Linked DNA regions of Mus musculus: region 2 is linked to region 1. A link is a contact called in public promoter capture Hi-C data. All regions are on one chromosome and are shown on one strand. The core of a region is the stretch at or near the end of the contact, and the rest is flanking DNA. Distances in the headings are between cores, read along the strand shown.

Region 1 (6,558 bases), core at 1,373-3,872:
TCTATCTATCCCTCTGTCTCTGTCTCTCCTTTCTCTCCCTCTCCCTTTGTCTGTCTGTCTGTCTGTCTCCCTCTCTCTTTCTCTGCTGCTGCCTTGCTGCTACTCCAGACTAATGGCCCTATTCTCCTGTAGAACCATTTCCCCATTCTGAGTTTTCCCCTACCCCTTCTTTTTATTCATTGGAACATAAATATTTGTTTTCTTTTATTTTTTCCTCTTTTTTTTCTTTTGTTTCATTTTTCAAGACAGGGTTTCTTTGTGTAGCCTTGGCTGTCCTGGAACTCACTCTGTAGACCAGACTTACATCTAATTCACAGAGATCCGCCTGCCTCTGCCTCCCAAGTGCTGGGATTAAAGGCCTATACCACCATCACCTGGTAAGAAATTCTGGGGACTGGAGAAATGGCTCAGTGGTCACTGATTGTTCTTCCAGAGGTCCTGAGTTCAACTCCCAGCACCCCCTTGGTGGCTCATGACCATCTGTAGTGGGATCTGATGCCCTTCTCTGGCCTCCACAGGCACTAGGCACAAGGCACACTTATGGTACACTGACACAAATGTAGTAAGACATACACAAAAAATAAAGATGAATAAATCTTTTTTTTTTTTTAAGATTTATTTATTTATTTATTTATTATATGTAAGTACACTGTAGCTGTCCTCAGACACTCCAGAAGAGGGAGTCAGATCTCGTTACGGATGGTTGTGAGCCACCATGTGGTTGCTGGGATTTGAACTTCGGACCTTCGGAAGAGCAGTCGGGTGCTCTTACCCACTGAGCCATCTCACCAGCCCAAGATGAATAAATCTTTAAAAACCTTTTTATTTACTAGAGAGTGTGTGAGTGTTCACACATGAGTGTGTGTATACACACACGCGTGTGTCACAGTGAGAGTGTGGAAGTCAGAGGGCTTTTGGAAATCTGTTCGCAATTTCCAGCGAGGGTTCCGGGGATCAAATTCAAGTCTTCTTGCACCCACTGGGCCATGTGCCAGTTCACAGCACACAGCCTTTTTCTTTTTTTTTTTTTTTTTCATTTTATATGCATTGGGGTTTTGCCTGAATGTGTGACTGTATGATGGTGTCATATCCTCTGCAACAGGAGTTACAGACAGTTGTGACATGCCTGCCATGTGGATGCTGGGATTTGAACTCAAGTCCCCTAGAAGAGCAGCCAGTGCTCTAGCCCACAGCCTGCAGCCGTTTAAATGTGGTTCTAAGCACATTTCTTATAAGCATATACCTGCGAGCTCTTTCCAAGTCAGTAGCTAAGGAGCTCCAACTGTCTTGTACAGCCAAGGCTTTACTGTCCCACGCCCGCAGCCTCACATCTGAGCGGTCCTGGGGGTTGGGTGGGTCTATCTTAAGTCTTTCATTAACACAGAAACGCTACCACAAATGGTCCTCTTGTACCTGCAGAGTGTATATCCAGCTCAGGAACCGCTCTCTGCCCAACATGGAAGGATGCTGGTCTCTGTACAGCCTGCCAGCCTGCTCTATTTTTAAACTTTAGGAATTTGGCTAATCATTGGCTATGCATCAGATAAAGAATGTTTTTGTTTTTGTTTTTTCCGAGACAGGGTTTCTCTGTATAGTCCTGGCTATCCTGGAACTCACTCTGTAGACCAGGCTGGCCTCGAACTCAGAAATCCGCCTGCCTCTGCCTCCCAAGTGCTGGGATTAAAGGCGTGCACCACCACCGCCCGGCTATAAAGAGTGTTTTTAGGATGGCTTTATTTTGTATTTCTCTAAGACTTGTGAGGTTACTTGTCTTTAAGAATCTCTTGTCAGCTCAGCACTGAGGAATCAGAGGCATAAAGATCACCATGAGTTCAGGCCAGCCTGCTTTAAATACAGAGTTCCAGGACAGCCAGGACTACGTCGGGAGACAAACAAACAAACAAGAATCTCTCGTCCCCTTTACACTGTTTTGTTTTGAATTTTTGAGACAGGGTTTCTCTGTGTAGCTCTGGCTGCCCTGGAACTCATGCTGTAGACCAGGCTGTCCTTGAACTCAAAGAGATCCACCTGCCTCTGCCTCCCGTGTGCTGGTTAAAGGCGAGTGCCACCAAGCTCGGCACCTTTACACTTTAACCATGATTCCCTTTGCCAGTTCCCTGGTGACTTGTCCATTCACGTATTAGAGACCATTCTGGTGGCTATTTTCATAGCCCTCTTTCTCCTTGGTACTGGGGGTTGAATGACTCTGGCTTCGAGCTAAGCAGAGACTGCACTTCCGGCCAATCCTGTACCGTCCTGAGTTTACACAGCTCACTCACTTCCAGGCTCCTCTCCCAAACCTGCTCTAAAAGCTTTCGCTTTGCACAGGTCACCACTTGGTTGCTCTCCTCCAGTTTGAACGTGTAGCGTTTACATTTTCGGTAGAGTCTTAGTGTACATGTAAACACATTTACTTTTGCTGTCTTTGGTTTGATCGGGGAGGGTTTGCTTGTTTGTAACCTTAGCCTCGCAGTGCTGGGGCAAGGGCACATGCGATCGCTCTTTCCCGTCCAAGTTCTGTGCTGTGTGAATGACTTTTTTGTTGCGTCTGCTTAGGTCTTGGTCTGTTGTCTCCCTGGATTTTACCGTAGAGGTTGTTGGTTCCCCACAGAAAGCCACAGGAATAAGGAACTGGCCACTTCCTGTCAGTCCTCAGGAACTACTCTGGGCCCATCTTGGTGCCACAGTGTCTTCCTCTTTGCCCCGTTTTTCTTCCTTATCTTTCTTTACCTGCTCAGGAAGCTGTCTGGCTCTTAGATCTTCCCCACCATCAATCTGAGTGTTAATCCTCCTGGCAGGAATCTTGCCTGTGACTTTTAAACAAACACCACCAGCAGCCTGTGGCACTGTAGACTCCAGTTTTGCATGGTAACATTTACGCGTGTCCTTTGCTGAATGGTCCTTGTTCCCTTGGGGTCTAAATGACCCTTCTTGTAGGTTTGCATGTAAATGGTCAAAGGAAAGACTGTTCCAAAAGCCAGGAGAACTCCTGGCGGTGCCCCTCCTCTTTCCGCTGTTTTGGCCGTTTTGGTAAATTCCCAGGCCAGCTCAGCAGGAACCCTCTTTGTGTAGCCCAAGTCCAGGCTTGCACACACAGGACTCACAAGAACCAAAGAACCAACCGATGGGCCAGTTGTAAGCACATTTCTCTGACTCTGAGGCCAAGCCAGACAGCATAAGCTTGAGTGTTGGGATAGGTGGATGAACACACATTCACTTCAGTGTGACACATATTGCTGCCAAAGGGTGAGAGCCAGGACACACAGTGGATGCCTTGTGACTCAGACTGACTGTGGCCAGGTGGGGCTAGGCAAGACCAGTCATCCTAGATAATTCTCGAAGTGGCTGCTAGTTCCCTGGATTTGGGTGGGTTTTGTTGTTTGCTGATTGTTTGTTTGTTTGGTGGACAGTCTCTATAGCTCAGGCTAGCTCAGGCTAGTTTAAACTGTTATGAGGCTAAGGATGACCGTGAACTCCTAATCTCCCCCCCCCCCCCCCCAGTGCTGGAATCATAGGTGTTGCCGTCGTCGTCGTCGTCGTCGTCGTCGTCGTCGTCGTCGTCGTCCTTCTTCTTCTTCTTCTTCTTCTTCTTCTTCTTCTTCTTCTTCTTCTTCTTCTTCTTCTTCTTCTTCTTCTTCTTCTTCTTCTTCTACCTGTTTTTTAAAGATTGATTTATTTATGAGTACACGGTCACTGTCTTCAGACACACCAGCAGAGGGCATAGGATCCTATTTCAGATGGTTGTGAGCCACCATGAGGTTGCTGGGAATTGAACTCAGGACCTCTGGAAGAGCAGTCTGTGCTTTTTAACTACTGAGCCATCTCTCCAGCCCCAGGCTTGTTATTCTTTTAATGTGATATTTGCATTTGAAAGTGAAGTTTCTCAAGTTACCGACTTCTGCCTTCTCACCGTGCTAGGCATGGTTAAATGTTCACTTATAATTTTACTACCTGAAAGACCAGACAGCAACACAATACAAGGCTGCTGTCCAGTGCTGGAGAGTAAACTCATGCTGGACAAGCCGCTGGCCCAAGCCTCCATCTCAAAGAGACAGACTGTATTCTATCATTCACATTTTCAATTTCATGCCAAGTTAGCCAAACATTTTCCAAGGGTAAAACTCTCACCACAGTGGCAGATTTGGCCATTTTAATGTCCTCTTCATTTAATATATTAATAATGTTTAATGTATTAATGTTTTAGTTTGAAATTATGCGACTTGTTGGTCATGTACATCCCCACGATCCAGAGTGACCCAGAGTCTCAGGACATAGCAGAGGCTGGCTTTGAGTTCAGCCTCCCAGTCCCCTGAGGACTGGCGCGTGTACCTCAGTTTGTTAACTTGAATGTGGCTGTGCACTTACCATGCTGTGTGTGGAGGCCAGAGGACAACTTCAGGTCTTGGTCCTCACCTTCCGTCCCATTTGAAATAGGATACTTTCGTTTGCTGCTTTGAATCTGGGGCTAGCTGGCACACAGGCATCCAGGGATTCTGTCTCTGCCTCCCACCCTACTGAGGGAGTTCTGCCATGGTTTGGAGATTCCAGGTTAGGTGCTCGTTTGCCCTTTCATGGCAAGTGCTTTACCCGCTAAGCCGTCCGTCTCATCAGGACTCATGAGCTGACCTGTAATAGTCCTTCCTACTCACCACCTTTTAACTTTCCAGCTGTCCCCCACCATTGTGTTAATAAAGTTATGCTAATCTCAGAAAAGTTTTAAAAAGTCAGTGCTATGGGATAGCTCAGTAGTTAACAGTTCTTATTGCTAAATCCAAAAGGCTGGGTTCAATCCCAGAGACCCACAGGCCATCCTCGGACACGCACAGACACACACACATATACATTCACATATACACACACACACACACATGCACATACACTCTCACATATACACACTCACACATGTACACACATGCACACATACACATATGCACATGTACTCTTGTACACATATACACACTCTCACACACACACGCGTGCACCCACATGTACATAGACGTGCACATACATCCCTGTTTGACCTTCTGAGGTTTAACATTTTTTTCAAGCTAGCAGCTCTGTTTTCCAAGCCCACAGTGGTCTGAGAGGTTTTTCAGTTTCCGGATCCTGGCCAGTGTGTGGTGTCACCTTCCTCAGGGTAGAACCGGTAGTGAGTGTGATGGAGTGTCATCTCCTGTGGTTCCAATGGGCACTTCCTGGACAGGGTCAGGGTCAGAGCTGCTCTTCTCTAAAGCAGTATCTGGTTAGCTCTTTCCATATTTTAAATTGGTTATTTGTGTTTTTATTATTACAATGCAAACGTTTTCTTTCCTTCTTTAATTTTATTTGTTTGTTTGTTTATTTTTGTGACAGGATCTTGCCCTGTCACACAAGCTAGCCTTGAACCCAGATTCTCCCGTCAGCCTCCCTAGCGTTAGGTAATAGTTACAGCCCACATGGCGCTCCTACGCCTAAGCTCACTAGTTTAATTCGTTTGCTTTTTCAAACCATAGCCCAGGTTGGTCTTGAACTTACAGCAGTCGTCCAGCATTGGCCTCCTGAGTGAAGTGGGTATAGGTTTGCCCCCAGTGTGCTTAAACACAAAAGGAAGACTTTGTGAATGCATACTGTCCTTGCTCAGGGGCCACGCTAGTATCTGTGTCTCTCTAGTCTTTGTGCTGCTGGGTAGAGCGCACGCCACAGCACACATGTGAGTGTCAGAGGACAAGTGAGAGTCAGTTCCCTCCGTCCACTTTGTGGGGCACTGGGGGTCAAGGCCAAGCCGTTGGTTGGTTGTCACAAGCCATTAGGCTTGGTGGCAAGCACCTTTACCCTCTGAGCCACCTCAGCAGCTCCAACACACCATGTTTACACAGGACAAGGGACTGATGGAAAGGCAGATTGCTGACGTACAATGAAGTTGCCTAACTTATCTTCCGTTTTTGCCACTTATCAGCTGGCCACCTGAGTGAGGGTCTAAACTGCATGGCTTGATAAGTTTCCTTGTCCTGGGCGACCGAGCTGGGGTGCTAATGTCTTCCTTGCTGGATCTTTGTGAAACCCTGAATCTGTGTAGCATGTCATGTGTACAGCCGTGGTCCTGCGTCCAGCACGGTGTGTCCTGGTGTCCTGTGTAAGAATCCAAGAACCATAGGTGTTTTGGTGGATCTTACAAGTGAGCCTCCCTTCTTGCCCTGCCACAGTTCCTGTGTGACGAGGGTGCGGGCATATCTGGGGACTACATTGACCGAGTAGATGAACCCGTCTCCTGCTCCTACGTACTGACCATTCGCACGTCAAGGCTCTGCCCGCATCCTCTCCTCCGGCCACCAGCCAGCGCTGCCCCACAGGCCATTCTTTGTCACCCAGCCCTGCAGCCTGATGAGTACATGGCCTACCTCCAGAGGCAAGCTGGTGAGTACTCAGGACAGCGAGGAGAGGTGGGGACGAGACAGGCGAGCACACACGTTGATGGGCCCTGGCCTGTGCTCACTGTTTTTCTGGTAGAGTCAAAGCAGCATGAAGAGAAAACCACAGAGGAAGTCCAGGACACAGACCGCCAAGTGTGGAGTGGGAGCA
Region 2 (5,996 bases), core at 1,966-4,465, 220 kb before region 1:
AGGCTGTAGGGCACTGCTGTCCCTAGTCAAAGTCTCTGTCTGCTCCATGGAGCCCGGTTTCTGAGTTTAGGGGAAGACAAAGCAACATCTGGATGCTACCTCCACTGTTCTTAACACTTCTCACAAAATTCCTCTTTCTTCTGACCTTCTGAGAGCCCCAGAGAGAAACGGAGAACAGAAGATGGAGGGGAAACAGGAGGGGAGGGCCGCACACGAGCGCCATCCCCAGGTGGGGTCCAGGCGCTACTGGCATTGTTAGGGCCGAAGTCTGTGTCCTGGCAGCTCTAGAAATCTAAGCTCTGTTAATTGTCCCCAGTAATCAATCAAAGAGACAATGCTAAAGGACAAAGAAAGATATATGTGGGTTTAGAGCACTGGCTACCTTCTGGAGGGGCGGGGCGGGGCGGGGCGGGATGGGGAGGGGCGGGTGCTGGCTGGGTTTTCAACATCCTCATTAGGGCTGAAGTTTGCTGTAAATCCAGTTCCAGGAGGCCTGACACCCTCTTCTGGCCTCTGAGAGCACTGCATGCAGGTGTTAATAGGAGCATACATGCAGGCAAAACACCTATACATACAAAATGTGGCCGCAGTGAGAGCAGATCAGTCTTATAAATAGATCCGATGATCCCCAATTCTGCTTTTAGGGTTCTAACATGCAGTTCAGGTTTGAATAGGTTTAGTCAAGCGGTAATCACAAAGCCAGGCATGGTGATGCCCACCTTCAATCTCAGCACTTGGGAGGCAAAGACAGACAGATCTCAGTGAGTTCAAAGCCAGCCTGGTCTTCATAGTGAGTTTCAGGGGAGCCAGAACTAGGAGCTACATAGGGAGACCCTGTCTCAAAAAAAAAAAAAAAGGTAATTGTAATTAGGCAGTCCTGGTAAAGGCATGGTCCTTGTTCATCTTTGTCCCAGCTCCGTCTCTGCCACAGGAAGGTCTGAAGAGGTGTCAGAACACTGTGAACCGTCTTCCTGGGAGACAAGTTCCGTTTCTGGCTGGGATCAGGACCCCAACCTTGTATTCCCCAGCATAAGACTCTTGGGGTAATTCTAATTCCTTGGGGTCCATGCCTCAATGGTCTGAGAGCTGAAGAAAGAGACACTCAGTGCCTTTCTCTTTAGAATTCTGTTGGGAGCTGCTCGCAGCCATTCAGCCTCCTGTAATGCATGCGAGGGGATGCAAGGGCTTCGGACCAGGGACCCTGGACGTCGGAGAAGGCCCGCCAGATTACAGTACACAGGGAGCTGTGACAGGATGTGATCCTGCCTGCCCCAGGAGCGAGAAGCTGGGAAAGAGGAGAAAACTTATTCTGCCCCTGTCCCTCCCGATCTCTCTCCCATTTACTCACGGTCAGCTCCGGGCCCGGGGGGGGCCCTGGTACATGGGTAGAAACCCCAGTCCCTGGCTGTTTTTTAAAAAATTCTTCCCCTCACAGTCTTTGCTCTTCTCCTCACTTCCTGTTGCCAACTTCCCTCCTCCCCCACGCAACCCCGCCCCAGAGCTGCAGGAAAGGGGAACAGGCTTTTTTTTTGGGGGGGGGGAGGAGAGAGTGACCTGTCCTCACACCATCGAGAGTAAAAGAAGACACCAAGAAGTGAGAGACTACGCTAGAGCTAGGGAAGAGAAAGACTTGTTATACACCCGTGAAAGAGAGAGTGTACACTGGGCTTGCTCGTAATCCCAGCAACCCCAGCGTTTGGGAGGCTGAGGCAGGACAGCTGCTGGAGTTTGAGGTCGGTCTGAACTACAAAAGGAAGCGGGGCGAGTTGGGCCTACTGCGGACTAAGACCCCTGGCTCAAAATACAACTGACAACAGAGTGGGGGAGGGGCTGACCAAGGCACTCAGTGTTAGAAGGAACTTGCTAGTGTCCTGACTTGAAGACAGGACTTTAGGACAAACCTTGCCCTGGGCTAGGAGTTAGAACTGGAGAAAAGCAGTCTGCTGACATTCCTTTGGCTGTACTGGATACCCTGTTCCTCCAGGGCCTCTGTAACTCGACTGTCCTTTCTCATCCCCTACGTTGCTTATGGCCACTCTTCCTGCTCCTGCGAGATCTTCTCAGAGCACCTCAGCCTCTTCTCCTCATTGTGTCCATCTGTCCCCCTCTCCCCTCCTCTCTGATCTTTAAGGGAGGGGTGTTGTCTGTGTCCCCCTCTCCTACCTTCAGTACTTAAGGGAGGGAGGCTGTGTCCAGTTCACCACTTCACATAGATCCCGCCCCACCCTGCTGTAGTGCAGGCGGCCGACCAAGCTCTGAGTTATGCTCCAGGAAGCTCTGTAACTCACCACAGCAACTTCTGTCATCCACCAGTGAGACCTTTCTCCTGGCCCTTCCTTGAAGGATTTCAGGGAGCAGGCCTTCACATTGCCCGTGCTGACACTTTTGCACATCTTGTGGGGATGGTGAAGAGGCTGCCCAGAAGCAACCTGGGGTTCCTGAGGCAGATAGAGCTCCTCCAGGGAGCCATGATACAGCTTTGTCCCTGGAAAGAGAGATGTGAAGGAGTGGCAGGTGAGGACAGATATGACCTTGGGAATTGTCTAGGAATGCAGGGCAAGGCTGCCGGGAAGTGACACGGGCCCTAGAGCTAAGAGTGTAAAGGGGACGCCACAGTGGCTTGGGTGAGAACTAGGCTTATCAAAGGAGTCCGCAGAAGGTAAGACAGAGTAGTGCTCTCAGCGCTCAAGCGGGAAGAGTCAGAGAGTCGGAAAGGTGAAGAGGGGGGAGGCTCAAAGCTTACTTACCAGGAGTCCAGAGGGAGCTGTTGTAGGTAGTGTCTGCTGGGTTGTGGCAGCAGATTGATTCCTCTGTCATGTATGCAGCTGGAACAAAGATGGGCCGAGAGCTGGGGGGTGCGCCCAGACGCCTCGCCAGCCACCAGTCTGAGTTGGTCTTTCGAAGCAGTAGGAACCTGTCACCTTCAGCCAGAGACACCTGCCGGCCATCTGCCCCAGTGTAAGTGAACGGATAGAGGGCGCAGAGCTGGGGTCCCTGAGAAGGGCTTTGTAGACTCAGCCCTAGATTTCCCCAGATACTTGGCCACCACCGGCCTGAGAACATGGTGGCTGGCACTGTCACCTATAGGAAAAGGGGGTGCTGAAGTTCCAGAAGGAAATAGGAGCTGGTGCCTCCGTACAGAAGGGCATGGTTTGAAGAGTGTGTGTGAGCGTGTGTGTTTTTGTGTGTGTGTGTGTGTGTGTGTGTGTGTGTGTGTGTGTGTGTGTGTGTGTGCAGGACCCTTAGGGCGAGAGGAAGAGGGGAGAGAGATCAGCACAGGTTTGGGGGGGGTCCAACTTCTGTGTGATGTGTCTGTTGAGGAAGTGTATAAATAAGGTGAGAGAGGATGTGGTCAGCAGCCTACCCAGCAAGCAAGGCAGGGAATCTGAGAAGACAACCTAGCTTGGTGATCTTTAGATACCTTGTCGAGGTTACCTGATGTTCCAGGGTCAGAAAGACCTGATCCTGGATGTTGAAGGGAGCCCTGAGCTGCACATAAGGAGGAAGAGGAGGAGGAGGAGGAGGAGCCAGGCTAAGAGCAGAACACAGACAAAAGTACAGGTGACAATGATGAAGGGAAGGTTATGCCATGACCCGTTTTTAAGCTCACACAGGCCTCAGTGTTCCTGTGACCACCCAAACTGCCTCAGACTCGAAGCTTTGTGTTTCCTGTGCAGACAGACAACCAGAAAAACTAAAAAAACAAGCGAGCAGGAAAGGAAAAAAGAAGAGTGCATATCTCCTTCAGCCCCGTCTAGGACACATTAGGGCGCATGATCTATGCATCAACCTTCTGGAGGGGTCCCCGGGTTTATTATGGGGCTCCGTCCATTTGCAATTCTTGTTGTATGTGTGAGTGTTTGGTCTGTGTGTATGTCTCAGCACCATCCAAATGTCTGCTGCCCAAGGAGGCCAGAAGACGGTGTTGGATCCCTGGGATCAACAGTTACAGGCGGTTGTGAACCCTCATGTGGGTACTGGGAATTGAACCAGGGTTCTCTGGAAGAGCAGCCAGAGCTCTTAACTGCCAAGCCATCTCTCCAGCCTTTTTTATTTCTATGCTTAACAAGAACTGGTTGAGGACTGTCTCCTGTGTGGAAGGAGCCGTCAAGAACTAGAAATGACAAAGGGATGAGCTCCTTAGCAGCTTAGGGGGCCAGACCTTAACTGACCTTAACACAGGAAATTTACTAACTGCAGCTGAATTGGAGACCGTGCACACACGGTACAGAAGTCGATGTAGTGGCTCACGCCTTCAACCCAGCACTCAGGAGGCAGGGGCAGGTGCATCTCTATGAGTTTGAGGCCAGCATTATCTACATAGTGAGTTCTAGGGCTGGAGAGATGGCTTGGTGGTTAAGGGCACTGACTGCTCTTCCAAAGACCCTGAGTTCAATCCCCAGTAACCACATGGAGGCTCACGACCATCTGTGATGGGATCCGACACCCTCTTCTGGTGTGTCTGAAGACAGCTACAGTGTACTCATAATAAATAAGTAAATAATTCTTTTTTTTAAAAAAGATTTATTTATTTATTATATGTAAGTACACTGTATCTGTCTTCAGACACTCCAGAAGAGGGCGTTAGATCTCATTACCGGTGGGTCACCATGTGGTTGTGGGATTTGAACTCAGGACCTATGGAAGAGCAGTCAGTGCTCTTATCTGCTGAGCCATCTCGCCAGCCCATAAATAATTCTTTTTTAAAAACAAACAAACAAACAAACAAACAAACAACATCTAGTTAGTTCCAGGACAGCCAGAGCTATATAGTAAGACTCTGTCTCAAAAATAAATAAAAACATCATGAGAGGTGTTTGGAGACTGACGTCACCTGATGTCGCCCTTTCCCTAGCCGGCAGAGGAACTGACTAGCCTGGGAGTGCCGAGCATCAGAAGCAAACTTCTCAATTCTTTGCTTTTCCTCCACTGAGTGGTGTAAGGTTTTTAGTTTCTGCTTGCAGAGCTGGAGTAGAGGGTGAGTGCCTCTTCGCTCTGGTGATGCGAGACAGCCAAGCCAGCTCCCCTCCCCTGACGTAATCCAAGGTCTGACAGGCTGGTCCTCACCCTCCAGGACCTACTCCCTTAGGTTCTCTCTGTTTCACTGTGGGAAGCATGCCCCCTTCTCTTCCTTCCCTTATCCAGAGGCTGATTTTACCTGTGTGTTCATTCAGATATTTAAAATTATCTTTTTGTTTGCTTGTCTTTCAAGACAGAGTTTCTCTGTGTAACAGTCCTGCCTGGCTGTCTGGAACTAGCTCTATAGACTAGGCTAGCCTGGAACTCACAGAGATCCACCTGCCTCTGCCTCCCAGTGCTGGGATTCAGAACTACCCATCATACCTGACAAAATTAGCTTTCTGTTTGTCTGTTTGTTTGTTTGATTTAAATTATTTTTTCTGGCCCGGCTCACTCCAGCCTATCTATTTATTATATATGAGTACACTGTAGCTATCTTCAGACACCCCAGAAGAGGGCATCAGATCTCATTACAGATGGTTGTGAGCCACCATGTGGTGGCTGGGATTTGAACTCAGGACCTCTGGAAGAGCAGCCAGTGCTCTTAACCCCTGAGCCATCTCTCCAGCTCCCTCCCCCCCCCTTTTTTTTTTTTCCGAGACAGGGTTTCTTTGTATAGCCCTGGCTGTCCTGGAACTTACTTTGTAGACCAGGCTGGCCTCGAACTCAGAAATCTGCCTGCCTCTGCCTCCTGAGTGCTGGGATTAAAGGCGTGAGCCACCACGCCCAACTCCCCCTTTTGTTTTTAAATTAGCTTTTTTTTTAAAAGCCAATATTATTAGTCCCAGCACTTGGGAGGCATAGGCAGGAGAATCTCTGTGAGTTCAAGGCCACCTGGATCTACAGAGCTAGTTCTAGGACAGCCAGGGCTACACAGAGAAACCCTGTCGGTAAAAACCAAACACCAAAAATAAAAAAAACAAAAAACGTTCATTATTACTCTTCAGTCCAGGCTGACCTAGAACTCACTACATGGC

The links. Promoter capture Hi-C pulls out the DNA fragments that hold promoters and counts their contacts.
Region 2: a contact with region 1 is called in a promoter capture Hi-C map of the HPC-7 cell line. The contact joins the promoter of Arhgap9 here to the enhancer-like site in region 1. A contact is called at or near these places in 15 of 39 promoter capture datasets (the 3T3-L1 cell line, the C10 cell line, the HPC-7 cell line and 10 more), 1 of 15 datasets of contacts at CTCF or cohesin (large pre-B cells), 15 of 484 Hi-C or Micro-C datasets (B cells, the Ba/F3 cell line, CD4 T cells and 8 more), 22 of 115 datasets of contacts at active chromatin or transcription factors (the 230-238 cell line, the HPC-7 cell line, the SCID.adh cell line and 15 more) and 4 of 9 other capture datasets (adipose tissue, embryonic tail, liver and 1 more).

What each region holds. Positions count from the first base shown.
Region 1 is chr10:127,099,920-127,106,477 of GRCm38.p6, reverse strand. Os9 (amplified in osteosarcoma) reads left to right here. Exons shown (of 15, transcript NM_001171026.1): 6 at 6,183-6,393; 7 at 6,487-6,558. Gm40799 (a long non-coding RNA gene) reads left to right here. Exons shown (of 2, transcript XR_872170.2): 2 at 1-612. Among named protein-coding and RNA genes, the nearest start is that of Gm40799, 12 kb to the left of the region's middle. Within about 2 kb of position 2,622, at least 65 of the 459 cell types and tissues checked have an H3K27ac peak or open chromatin away from gene starts, as enhancers often do. A contact at or near this core is called in ECoMG-derived neutrophils, the G1E-ER4 cell line, the HPC-7 cell line and 4 more, where this site is marked.
Region 2 is chr10:127,319,183-127,325,178 of GRCm38.p6, reverse strand. Arhgap9 (Rho GTPase activating protein 9) reads right to left here and starts at 3,215. Exons shown (of 16, transcript NM_001285785.2): 1 at 2,748-3,215; 2 at 2,289-2,485; 3 at 1-60. The coding sequence starts at 3,063.